Linked DNA regions of Mus musculus: region 1 is linked to region 2. A link is a contact called in public Hi-C data. All regions are on one chromosome and are shown on one strand. Each heading gives the region's core, a stretch centred on a gene start, on an enhancer-like site or on the middle of the called end of the contact. The rest is flanking DNA. Distances are from core to core; before and after follow the strand shown.

The links. Hi-C and Micro-C count contacts between places; a contact is called where the count stands out from the background.
Region 1: a contact with region 2 is called in a Hi-C map of liver, with 3 times the contacts expected there. The contact joins the promoter of Cyp2f2 here to the enhancer-like site in region 2. A contact is called at or near these places in 5 of 39 promoter capture datasets (3T3-L1-derived adipocytes, liver, macrophages and 1 more), 4 of 484 Hi-C or Micro-C datasets (embryonic stem cells and liver) and 1 of 115 datasets of contacts at active chromatin or transcription factors (liver).

The regions. Positions count from the first base shown.
Region 1 is chr7:27,117,539-27,124,554 of GRCm38.p6, forward strand. Cyp2f2 (cytochrome P450, family 2, subfamily f, polypeptide 2) reads left to right here and starts at 2,417. Exons shown (of 10, transcript NM_007817.2): 1 at 2,417-2,477; 2 at 4,013-4,203; 3 at 4,297-4,459. The coding sequence starts at 4,033.
Region 2 is chr7:27,054,916-27,061,606 of GRCm38.p6, forward strand. It overlaps the pseudogene Gm29754. Among named protein-coding and RNA genes, the nearest start is that of Gm51444, 23 kb to the left of the region's middle. Within about 2 kb of position 4,571, at least 3 of the 459 cell types and tissues checked have an H3K27ac peak or open chromatin away from gene starts, as enhancers often do. A contact at or near this core is called in liver, where this site is marked.

The sequences.
Region 1 (7,016 bases), core at 1,167-3,666, 60 kb after region 2:
AAGGAAAAAAGAAAATAAGAGAAAAGGAAAGGAAAGGAAAGGAAAGGAAAGGAAAGGAAAGGAAAGGAAAGGAAAGGAAAGGAAAGGAAAGGAAAGAAAAAGAACACACGTAGGGCTGGAGAGATAACTTTTGTAAAAGATTTGGCTCAGTTCACAACTATCCCTAACTATAGTTCCAGCGGATATAACATTCTCTTCTGATCTCTTCAGGCACCAGGCATGCGTTTGGTACACAGATATACACACAGGCAAAACATTCATACATATAAAACAAAATAAATCTAAACAGAATGTGTACAACAAAAACGAGGAAGAACCTCCAAAGCCATTTGGTTCTATCATAACCAGATGGATGGAGAAATGGCTTCTGGCATCTTACCACACACGGCACAGCCTTCCACATAAATTATAAGCCCCAAAATCTCAATGGCACCAAGCTTAAAGACTAAAGCATATCTCTGCTCGAGTCCAAGTTCCATTTGGAACAGCACAGCAAGTCAGAACAGAAGAAAAACACGAAGTTCCTAAAACAACCCTTCATGAATCCTGAGTTCCCCCAGTGAGGCCATCACGTGGGTAGCCCTCGAACCAGATTCAAGTCAAGTCAAAGGACTGGAGTGGAGCCCGTACTGCACCTCCCCACCAGAAGTAGGGGTTGCTGCTATGGGAAACAGGAGGCTTGTAATCCCACAAGGAAGTTTTCACCCCTCTCCTGGGACCAGCCCTAACCAGCCTGTCCAGGGCTGTAACAATACCACCTGCCCCACCTCCATCTCACTGAGTACTTGAGACCTAAAGTATTGAATTACTTCCTCTCCCACAGCCTCCCAGAAGGGCAGAGGAAGCCTGGTGCACTTCCAAGGGCTTACTAGACCTTAACTCACTTCTCCCCTCACCCTGGCCAACTCTGGTTTTGGCACTCTATCCTTCTGATCTGGACAGAAGTTGAGAAACTTGGAACAGTTTCCAAGATGAGAGCCAAGAACAGACATGGGGGCAGTGACTCAGGAAAACAGAAGGAGAACCTTATATGAGGCAGTGAGGGAGAGTGTGATTTGAGTCTGCGATCCCTTTTCTGTGGCCCTGCCTTTCTCCTTAACCGTCCTTCAGCCTAAGCCCACTGTACTCACAGTCACAGAAGCATAAGCCATAGAAGCCAATAGTATAGAAGAGATACAACCTACAAGAACTTACTGGGAGATAAGAACGGGAGAAACGCAGAGAGAAAGAAAGGGAGGGCCAGGGAGGTCTGTCTACCATGCATGAAGCCCTGCATTTCATCCTCGCCAGTTACCAAAACCAGGTGCGGATGCACATGCCCATAGTGCCATCATTCCAGGGGTGAAGCTGAAAGTTCCAGAGTTCAAGGTCACCCTTAGCTACATAGCAAGTTCTAAGACATTCACGGTCACACAAGACCAGACTAGAGAGATGGTTCGGGGGTTAAGAGCCTGCACCACTCTTACGGAGACTCCAAGTTTGGTTCCTGCACTGCTCACAACAGCCTACAATTCCAAATCCGGGGAATCTGACTCTGACTTCTGTGGGCAACTGCACTCACATGCACATACCAGATCCATACACATAATTAAATTTTTAAAATAATCTTAAAGAGAAAGGATGACTCCAAGTGCCTCATCTCCTACCCTTCAGAAGGACAGCAAAGATGGATACACTTCTAAGGGTCTGCCAGACCCTTGGCTACAACATATCCACCTTTCCTTCCCTTTTAGTCTCTATTTCCTTCTTTCTCTTCTTCTTTTTTTTTTTTAACTTGACAATCAGCAATATCATATGTGTGTTGTTTTAATACGTGTCTCAGGATATTTTATTGCCAGACTAAGAGAGACAGAATGAGAGTCATATAGAATTTCAGAGACAAACTGCAAGACTGCAAGAAGAATCCACTGAGAGAGATGCCCAGAAATGAGGACTCAATGGAAAGGGAATGGGCCTTACACAAGGCCTCCTAGCTAGGGAAGCAAAACTGGACTTGAACTCATAAACACAGAACAGAAGAGCTCAAACTAGGACTGGATCCAGTACTAGATCACAATACTCCCTCCCTGGCCTGTTAATTATTTTAGCCAACACCCCATAACCCCACCTTCTCCTCAAGAACCGGGTCCAGAGTCGGAAAGCCTTTGCTCTGTCCTAAGGCAGATAGCAAGTACTGTCCACACAAAAGGGATTTAAGGTCAGCCTTCAAGCCAGGAAGACCCAGTCAAGTGACAGAGGGTTCTAGAGGTGTGGCCACATTTACCCCACCATGCCAGCTGGCTAAGAGCCCAAGGTCTATAGACAAGGTATGCTAGGATGGTAGGAGGAGATTAAAATCACTGGAAGAACCAGGAAAGAAGGCAGGGCAGAGGAGGAGCATGGAGAGACAACTTAAGGGCATGCCCTGCCCCCACATACACACATACACTGCAGCACACACAAGAACTTCAGAACATTGCTGCAGAATACTGATACAGGTGAGGGGTGGCTCCCAAGAGAGGTCTCTGTCTCTGTCTCTGCAAATCAATTCTGGGACTTGTATGTCTGTCTCAGCTTGTGGACCATGCATGCCGTTTGTCCTCCAGTCTCCAGGCCCTTTTAAAAGGATCTCTCTCTCTCTCTCTCTCTCTCTCTCTCTCTCTCTCTCTCTCTCTCTCTCTCTCTCTCTCTCTCTCTCTCTCTCCCGTCTCCCATCCATCTCCCCACTTCCCCACACCCTTTATTCCTTATTTATTTTCTTCTTTTTAACTTGACAAGCAGCAATATCATGGGTGTCATTTTAATACATGTCTTTTAAGATCCTTTATTTTGCAGTGTCTATCACTGGATGGTTTCATAGTTTTCTGGTTTGGCGTCTTTGTTGTTGTTTGTTTGGCATCTTTGTTGTTGTTTGTTTGGCTTTGAGCTCATTTGTTTGGGATTTTATTGTTGTTTTATTTGAAGGGGTTTTTTGTTTTGTTTTATTTTGTTTTGTTTTGTTGTTTTGCTTCCTGCGACAAGATTGTGTGCATGGCCCTGGACTGGCTAGAAACCCACTATGTAGAAAGGCTAACCTCAAACCTTTAATATCTTCCTGCCTCTGCCTCCCCCATGCTGGGTTGCAGGTGTGCAACATTGTGGCTGGTCTGACTCTGTTTCTTGGTGTGCATCTCTGAGCTAGGTGCAGTGAATACCTATAATCCTGGCACTCAAGAGGCTGCAGCTGGGATTAATCTGAAGCCAGCATGGCCTGCCACGTGAGACCCTGTCTTAATAGACCAGGGAAAAAAGTGTGTGTGCATCCGTCTCTTCAACGCCATCTCTCTTCTTTCTCTTTCTCTGAAGTCATCTCTCTCTCTCTCTCCCCCTCTCTCTCTCTCTCTCTCTCTCTCTCCTCTCCCCTCTCCCCTCTCCCCTCTCCCCTCTCCCCTCTCTCCTCTCCCCTCTCCCCTCTCCCCTCTCCCCTCTCCCCTCTCCCCTGTCCCCTCTCCCCTCTCCCTGTGATTTTCTCTGTCTGTACCCATCTCTGCGTGTCTCTCTATATTTTGTTATTTCTTTTTGTGAGAACCAGTGTTTTGGTAGATGGTTTAAGATAGACAGATGAGAGATAAATGAAAAATGATTGATAGATAGATAGATGTTAGATGGATTATTGATAGATGATAGACTATCAGTAGATAGATGGTTAATGGACAATATATTGTTAGCTGATAGATAATACAGCTACGTAAACAGAAAAGACATAGATTCCACTGTTTCCTATGTTGTGACTGTTGCTTTGGGTTTCTGTAGCTGTCTGTCTCTGCCTATCTCTGCATTCCTTTCGCACGTTTATGTTTTGACAATTAGTCTGTGTTCACACACACTCTTCCTTCTCCCCTTTTCCTTCTTCCCCCTCTCCCTCTTAACACTCTGACATCACTCCACCTCCCCTTCCCTCCACAGTCCCATTGCCTGGGTTCAAAGGAGGAAAGTTCCAGAAGAACTAAGTAGGGGGACCCCACACTTGACTTCTCCCTCTTTGTCCCTCCAGGCGCTGCAGCTGCCTTCACTATGGATGGTGTGAGCACAGCCATCTTGCTTCTCCTCCTGGCTGTCATCTCTCTGTCCCTGACCTTCAGCTCACGGGGCAAGGGCCAGCTGCCTCCAGGACCCAAACCTCTCCCAATCCTGGGAAACCTGCTGCAGCTTCGCTCCCAAGACTTGCTGACCTCCCTCACCAAGGTGCAGGAGACTTGGCAAGGGCAAAGGGCAATGGAGCCAGGAAGGGTTGCCACGGCCACTAAGCCCCCTGTAAACTCTCTCTTCTACCTCCAGCTTAGCAAGGAGTATGGGTCGGTGTTCACGGTGTACCTGGGGTCCAGGCCTGTGATAGTCCTCAGCGGATACCAAACTGTGAAGGAGGCTCTTGTGGACAAAGGGGAGGAGTTCAGTGGCCGAGGCGCATACCCCGTCTTTTTCAACTTCACCAGGGGCAACGGTAAGCCCACCCTCACCTCCTCCAGCCTCTAGCCCTTGCATATCTAGGTAGGGAATAAGGGTGAGAAGCTGTCCACTCAGAGCTGCAGATCTCACTAATGACCTCATGAAGGATGCAGACAAGCAATGCTGAAAGGAGGGTAGGATCTACCTCACCTCCAGCACCTCGAACTGAGCAACCTGACCAACCTCCACGTCCACTCAGTCGAACCCTACGTTCACCCCATCCTTACTCTATCTCAACCACATCATCAAATTTCCACTCAATCAAGTAGCCGAGTTATTTTAGCCTTTGTCTCACCAATCTCTTTCAGGCCTACATCAGTGTTCCCCCCCCTTTCAAATCCTATCTCATTTGGGGAGAGGGTGTTTGTTTGCACGTTGTTTGTGACAGAGTCTGTCTCCACCTGTCTTTGCACCACTGCACCAGGAATAGTCATGGTCACGCCTAGCAAAACGTGGGTGGTGGGAATAGAACTCAGGTCCTTGTGCGTGCACGGCAAGCACCTTACCCACTGAACCATCTCCTTCATCTTCTTTCTTCTTCAACAGCCAAGTCTTTACTATAACAAAAGAAATTTTTTAAAAATTTAAGAATCCAACACTTGGGGCTGGAGAGATGGCTCAGTGGTTAAGAGCACTGACTGCTCTTCCAGAGGATCCAGATTTGATTCCCAGCACCCACATGGCAACTCACAACTGTCTGTAACTCAAGTTTCAGGGGATCTGACACCCTCACACAGAAATATGTGCAGGCAAGAAACCAATTGCACATGAAAAAAAATTTTTTTAAAAAGAAATATAACACACAAGACTTTATCCCATGATTCCTAAAACAGAGGCCATCATGAGACTGTGACATCCCGGCATGGTCAGAACTGTGTTGAGGAGCTGCAGGAACCCAAAGAACATACCTGACCCAGCCAGGAAGGAATTCCTGCCCCAGAGGTCCTGAATGATGAAGGTGACCAGCCAGGGCAAGACAGGGTGAAAGAGTTCAGGGCCTAGGAAGATGGCTCAGAGGGTGAAGCACTTGCTGCAGAAGTGTGAGGTTGGGAATTCAGAGCTCCAGCCCTCACATAAATGCCAGGTGGGCACAGTGGCTGCCTGTAATCCCAGCACACACACACACAAGTCAGAGACAAGGGATCACCAGAGCTAGATAACCAGACTAGCTGGATTGGCAGGCTCTGGACTCAAGTGAAAGGCATTGCCTTAATAAAACAGCTGTGGAGAGTGACTGAGGAAGACAGCTGGTATCAATACAAATAATAAAATGTAGGGCCAGTGATATGGCTCAAGAGGTAAGGGTCTTACTGACAAGACTGACTACCTGAGTTCAATTCCTTTTTTCTTTTACTTTCTTCTTTTTTTTAAGATTTGTTTATTTATTGTATGTGAGTACACTGTCACTGTCTTCAGACACACCAGAAGAGTGTGTCAGATCCCATTACAGATGGTTGTGAGCCACCACGTGGTTGCTGGGAATTGAACTCTGGACCTTTGGAAAAGCAGTCAGTGCTCTTAACCACTGAGTCACCTCTCCAGCCTCCTGAGTTCAATTCCTGCAACCCACATGGTAAAAAGAGAAAACTGATTCCTGCTAGTTACACTCTGACCTTCACATATTTATGGCACATGTGTATACACACACACACACACACACACACACACACACACATCCAATAAATAAATGTAACAATCTTATACTATTAGTAAAAGTGAAAAGAGAGTCCGGTATGAGAGCACACACTTGTAATCACAGCATTTGATGGGCCGAACCACAGGAATCTTTGCAAGTTCAAGGCCAGCCTGGTCTGCAGAATGAATTTCAGGCCAGCCAGAGTTACATAGGAAGGCACTGTCAAGAACAAAAGCAAAAGGGTTTGGTTTGGTTATGACTTTTTGAAAGGTGGTACTGTGATAGTGTCCTTGCCTTTGTGTTTATGTGGCCCTTGGGTCAATCAATCCTAGTACCAAAAGATTTAGAAAGTGGGGAAGAACCTGCCTAGAGATAGTACTGCACACTGTGGGCTGGGCTCTCCTATACCAATTAGCAATTAAGAAATGCCCTGACAGACAACAACCACGGGCCTATTAACTGGAAGCAGTTTCTCCTTTGAGCTTCTCTCTTCACAGACATTTCCAATGAGGTTAACCAACAAAGGCCTTTTGGAGAAAATGTAGAAATGAGTCAAAAAGGGTAAACTGATGCTTAGAAATGGGATGTTTTCTCAAAATTTAAATTAAATGTTTATTTTCCAGAAAGAAAGAAAGAGAGAGAGAGAGAGAGAGAGAGAGAGAGAGAGAGAGAGAAGAAGAAGAAGAAGGAGGGAGGGAGGGAGGGAGGAAGGAAGGAAGGAAGGAAGGAAGGAAGGAAGGAAGAGGGAGAGAGAGAGAGAAAGAGAGAGGGGGAAGAGACTCACTTCCATGAAAGGTTGTACAAAGGGTCAGAGACCGTGCTTGTCCTAGGACAAGTTTCCAGTGTCCCAATATTTATTTTTCTTATTTACATATCTTATTTGTGCACTCAATAATCAATAAACAATCAACAAAGT
Region 2 (6,691 bases), core at 3,321-5,820:
GATCCATTCGGTGCTGTGAACAGTAATGTGGAAATGTAAGCCGAATAAACCCTTTCCTCCCCAACTGCTTCTTGCTCATGATGTTTGTGCAGGAATAGAAACCCTGATTAAGACAGTACCCAAGGAGCTGAAGGGGTCTGCAATCTATAGGAGGAACAAAATATGAACTAACAAGTACCCCCAGAGCTTACATCTCTAACTGCATATGTAGCAGAAGATGGCCTAGTCAGTCATCATTGGGAGGAGATGCCCTTGGTCTTGCAAAGATTATATGCCCCAGTACAGAGGAATGCCAGGGCCAGGAAGCAAGAGTGGGTGGGTTGGGGATCAGGGCTGTGTATAGGGGACTGTCCGGATATCATTTGAAATGTAAATGAAGAAAATATCTAATAAAAAATTGTTTTTGGAAAAAAAATAAAAAATAATAAAAAAATAAATCAATGCAGAAACACTCAATTGGTCACAGCACTAGAAACAGGAGATGGAGGGTCAGTCCTAAATAACTGGGACATCTTTATCAATGACCTCCTATCACCACCATGGCTCAGGAAATATTGCAGAAGAGGCAGGAAGAATGTAGGAGCTGGAGAATGAGAAGGAGTGCTGTGGAGTGCTGTCTTATAGATGTGACATGGTGGTTGCATTCCTAAACCCACAACTGTGGTTACTTACAGAAGACCTGGACAAGATAAACTCAGCCAATTCTGGCATAAGTGAGGAAAGTGTACCCCAAACCCTATAACTTAATTAAGAGTTATTGGCAATTGAGAGCTGATGGAGGAGAGCTAAGCATGCTTTGAGAAGGAGTGTTCCCACTGCCACAGTGGGAAACCGGTGGGGTTTCCCATGCTCCAGTAAATGGCCCCCTCCTCACCCATTCACACATGAGCAGCTTTAATTTAGTGAGTTATCAAAAAAGAAGACATGACTTCAGGATGGGAAAGTTGATGAGATTTGGAAGAAGAAAATGAGTGGGTGTGATCATATTTCATTACACACGTACAAATTCTCTCTCAAGAATAAAGAAGATTGTAACTAAAAACTGAGCATACAAAATAATGAGTTTCATTATGTTACAGCCACACATAGCTTGCTTTCACTGACCCTCCCTCTCCACTCTTCTATCCATCCCCTCTATCTTCTTGCTACGTCTTTTCCCCACTCCTGGTACAGAACACATATTTTGTTATTCTTCCTCACTCATTGCCAATGTTCTCTCACAATATCTGTTTCTCCTCTTTCTAATTTCAAAATCTACAACCCCATATATGCACACAAGTCTAGGATTTCTTCTTAGAAGAGGCACAGCTCTAGTCTTTTGAGTCTGGGATGCTTTGCTTAAACGTAGTAGTTTCTAGTTTCTTCCATGTTCTTACCATTGCCATGATTTCATTTTCTTTACAGCTGAAGAAGACTCCATTGTGTAGGTATCACAGTCTTCTTCTGAGGGGACTCCTAGGTTGGCCCCTGAGGATCGTGTACCAATAAAAATGGATGTCTAAATATCTTTATGGTAGGACTTTTACATATTTACAAAATCCAGTGAAATGGCACAGTGGATAAAGAAGCCTGCACGAAACCTGATGGCATGGATTCCGTCCTCAGATACATGATGGGAGGAAAGAATTGACTTCCACAAGCTTTGATTTCCACACACACAAACACACACACACCATGTTATTTTAACACATACGAATACACATACACACACATATACATATACATGCATATACTTACACATACATGCACAAGTTCAAAACTGTAATAAAATATTCTTAATCCCAAATTCTGGAACTTCTAGAAGAAAATGTAGGGAGAGGACACTGAAGTATCACTATATACAGGAACTCTTTCTAATATAATTATATATATTAAATTCAATGTAATAAATTCAGAGATAGAGATATAATGTTCAAAATGACAAATAAGATTATATAAAGTTCAGAGAGCTTCTGTCTAACAAGGAACACAACTGGCAAAGTGAAATATATATACGTGTGTGTGTGTACATATATATATATATATATACACACACACACATATGTATATATATATATATGTATACATATACATATATATACATATGTGTGTGTGTATTTGACAAACAATAAATGGATAAGTGAACCGAACAGACAGTTCTCCAAAAAAAGAAAAACAAATGTCAAATAAGCAGAACATACAGGGGCTGGACCTAGGACTCCCTGCACATATGTAGGAGATGTGCAGCTTGGTCTTCATGTGGGTTCTGAACAACTGGACTGGGGGTTATCCCAAAAGCTGTTGCCTACATGTGGGAGATGTTCTTCTAGTTGGGCTGCCTTTCCTGGCCTCAGTGGAAGAGGATATGCATAGCCTTTCAGAGACTTGAAGTGCCAGGGTAGGAGGATACACAGAGGGACCGCACCCCCTCAGAGGAAGAGAAGAGAGGAAATAGGAGAAGGATTGTTGGATGGGGTGACCAGGAGGGGGACAGTGAGCAGGATGTAAAGTGAATAAGTAAAAAAACAAAATAATTTAAGAGAGAGAGAGAGATTGAGAGAGAGAGAGAGAGAGAGTGCTTGGCATTGTACACCATCAGGGAAATAAAAATAAAAATTAGTTTGAGAGTCACAGACCAGTGGGTTCTAATTTATCAAACCTCACCCCACTCCCACTGCCACAGCTCAGCTATGAAGGCCCTGAACAGAGGCTTTCCCTTCCTCGGGTCATTTCAGTAGCTGTTGTGTTATCAAGACTTCCATTTTCCTACGGGGACACTACAGACAGGACAGAGAGGGTGACAGGGAGCACATGGCTGAGAGACCCTCGGGCCAAAGGCCTTGAACCTTTGTCTATCCTGTTCATTCTGATTTTTCTGCTTCTGGACTCTCATTTCCCCACCATTGAAAAGGGAACGTCATAGCTAAGGCTGTGTTGCATTGTCGCGTCTGCTCTTGACCAGCAAGAACGACATGACCACCAGTCCTTCTAACAGCAGTTTATTCAGCAAACTTCAGTCTTCCTCTTTCTCTTTGTTTATATCTCCTCATAATAATAATCCTCTCTCGAATAATAATCCTCTCACTAACCCGGGCCTCTCACTCTTATATACTCTCAGCCCTCATCCACTCACAGCAGGCCACGTCACCTCACCAGGCACGCAGCTTCAGCTAATCAGGGCAACAGGGTCATGTCTCCACCAAAATGGATTCGCCAGTATCCTGGTACACCTGCGCAACTCTCACGATGGTTGTGGCTTATTTTCAGGTGTATGAGGAAGTCAGATGCAAGTCATAAGACTTAGCTGCAGTGCCTGGCGCCTTCTTGGGACTGCTGCCACACCCACTCCTCACATTGCATCTCCTTCTGGAGTGATTCCTGGTATCTAGGAAATAATTAGAAAATGGAAGAATGAAATCTGACATGAGGTTTGAGTAAATGTGTGGGAAGCACAGTGGACTATAGGGAGGAAGCTGGAAAGAATGCAAGGCTACACGACGTCTCATGCATATTCCTTATATCACCATAATGCTATTATTAGCATACAAAGAAATGCATTTCTCACTGATCTTTTCTTACATGTGTATTACTACCTATTTCACGGACCACCCCAGTCGGGCATGGGGTCCCTGGAATGAGGGTCCTCGAAGCTAGGTGGGTAAGGATTCAGCAGTGACAAACAGAAACAAACACAGAGGCAGTTTGAATCTGAGTGTATTTTGCAAGTCTAAAGCATGGGTTTTTGTACATTAAAAGAGCAAATATTACGACACTTAGAAGATGTGTACAGTGAAACAATCACAAATACCATCATTATCATTTGGCACAGTAAAGCACCAAAATCAAGCGAGCATCTCAACTCTGAAAAGATGTACTCAGTGAATCACAAACAGAACAGGTGACACCATGATTAATAGAAATCATCCAAGTATAACAACTCTGAAAGGATATAATCAATCACCCAAGGCTAGTGACATGTATCCAAGAGCGGGTTAATAAATTTTATGGACAATTATTGTTTAACATCTAATGTCTGAGTTTTTATAAAACTTCAACGTATAAATTTAAACTATTTTAATTCTTTTTATTTAAGGCTTTCTTTATCATATACCAAAACCCACCCCTAATGACACACATGAAGTCATATGAAATTTTATTGTTGGGAAAGTTTTTATCTGTCATAATACTATTATATAATTTTATAAATGGTGTATGAAGTAAAGTGTTGGTTTCCCCAGAGATAAGACCATATTAGTGACCCCCTCCCCCCATCTCAAGGGATGGTTTCTTACCCATTATTGTCGCTGAAGATCGTGGCCTAGGCTACCAGGAACATGTCATTAATAAGAAAAGGAATGAGAGAAAACAAAACAGATAAATTGCCATGAGAACTACGGATCAATATTTTGCGCCAGCCAAGAGTTCCACAACCGGTTCCAGGAGGCCTCCTTCTTTTGAAGTTTTCACCTCAGTCTGTGGAACTTGTCACACAGATTCTACTGGGGTTGGTGTGGCAACCTATGTTCTCATTCACCTCTCCCCTTCGCTGTCCTCCCCACAAAACTGTTCACTGGTAATTTATTCGCACTTGCCAAATTTTGAGCATGGTGCATTCCAGTAAGATTTGATCTCTGTGGCCATGGTGTTACACAGTTTTGTAACACTGAAGCTTACTCATCAACCACACTGATGTCACCAAGTTAAGAAGCAAAGAAAAAATTGGGATTGGACTGGAGGGTCATGTGGGAACTATGCTTAGTAGGACTGATTGAGGAGGTGTGCTTCACCAATGAGAACAGATTATCTTGGAGAATTCTAAAGCCAGAGAGATATAAGACAGTCAAGGTATCACGTTGAGATAGCAATGGCTACTGTGATAAGTAAGAGGTTCTTAGAGATGCCATGCCAAAAGAAGATGAAAGACTCACTATTGGTAGACAATATTCAGCGTGAGCCTAGAAGCTTACATTCAGGACTATGAAAAGGTAGCTACTACAGGATCAAAACTGAGCCTTGATCTTCAAACAGGAGCATCAGATAGAATGTGAAATCAGAGTTTCAGAGTTGGGGTTGTTCTCAGCTTACCTTGGTGGAGCCCCTTTGGGCTTGGCAGGCACTGATGGCAGGTCCTTGGAGTTATGGGCTGACACAACCTCCACCTGAGAGGCATGCCATGCTAGCAGACCCAGTATTGACACACATTGGAAAGTATTCATTACTTCTGGACTCTGAAACCTGGAGGGACAAAGGGCAGACATAGGAAAGATGTTTGTTGGTTTGGGATGGAGAAAGATTGAGTGGGTCCAACCTGGTGGGTATTAGTCTATCACATGATGCTTTCTGGCCAGTGCCTGGGATGGTATCTGCCCTGGGCTCCTGCTGCCCCCTCTGTTCTCTTGAGTAAGAAGGAGGAGGCAGCTGGGGAAATTGTTTCTCAATTCAGGTGGCAGGAGGAAGGGTCCAGAGGCCTGTCCAAACTGGCTCTCATAATCTGCCAAGGGATCTCACAACATTAGAATGGTTCAAGGAGTTGGGAGACAGTTGGAGATTCTCTAGCCCTTGCTGTTTTCCCTGTCAGAGGGCAGGCAGCTCACTGTCTGATTTCCCACAGGGGATGGTTTGGATGGGCAATGCCCTGGAACATCTTGGGTGAGATAGTGTGAACTCAGGAAACCCATTCTCTTTGCTGGCCCCTGTGTCCCATTGTGTCTGGGTGGACTTTATTAGAAAGATGGTGAAGAGAATGATTGAGGATAGGGTTTGGATCTTCATCGCATGCAGATACTTTGGTGTCACTCTGAAAAGCCTCAAGGGAACAGAGACAACCTCTGATGAAGGCATGGAGGTTACATCAACTGTGCTCTTGGACACTGGGGCTGCTTGCTCAGTCCTGATGAAGTCTTGGGATCCTACTTCTCCTTCTTGTTCCCCTGGTGTCAGGGTAGGAGGACAGCCTTGCTTTCCTCACCAAACCCCACCACTAAGTTGCATTTTTAGAGGTGTTCCTTTCACCCATTCCTTTTTTGTAGTGCCAATGTGTCCTGTCCCCTTATTGGGAAGGAATCTTCTAGATAAATTGGGAGCCTCTATTTCTTTTGCTCCCCCCCCCCATTCACCTAAACTCAACCTTGCCAGCAGACCCTCTCCTCCTCCTCCTCCTCCTCCTCCTCCTCCTCTTCCTCCTCCTCCTCCTCTTCCTCTTCCTCCTCCTTGCCACTCAACCTACTAACTCTAATATATTGTTTCCTTTGCCAGCTTCTCAAGTAGACCCTCAAGTCTGGACCTTTAGAACTCCTCTCTTGCTAAACATCATTATCCTTTTGTCATACAATTACTGGACCCTACCAGGTACATCACCAAATCTCAATACCCTCTTTCTCTCCAGAGCCTCAGGGGACTTAAGCCTATCGTCTTTGACCTCTTAAGGAAAAAACTCCTCCCTCCTACCTCTTCCACCTTTAGTACCCATACTAGCAGTTAAGAAACCTATTGCCTGGTCCAAGATCTCAGGCACATTAATTCTGCAGTGGTTTCTCTCCATCCTGTTGTGGCTAATCCTTATATACTTCTTTCCATTATCCCTTCAGGAACGTCTCATTTCTAGGTCTTAGATCTCAAGGATGCATTCTATGTACCTCTAGATGCCCACTCACAGAACATCTTTGCCTTTACCTAGACTGACACTGACACCCACTTTTCTACTCAACTCACC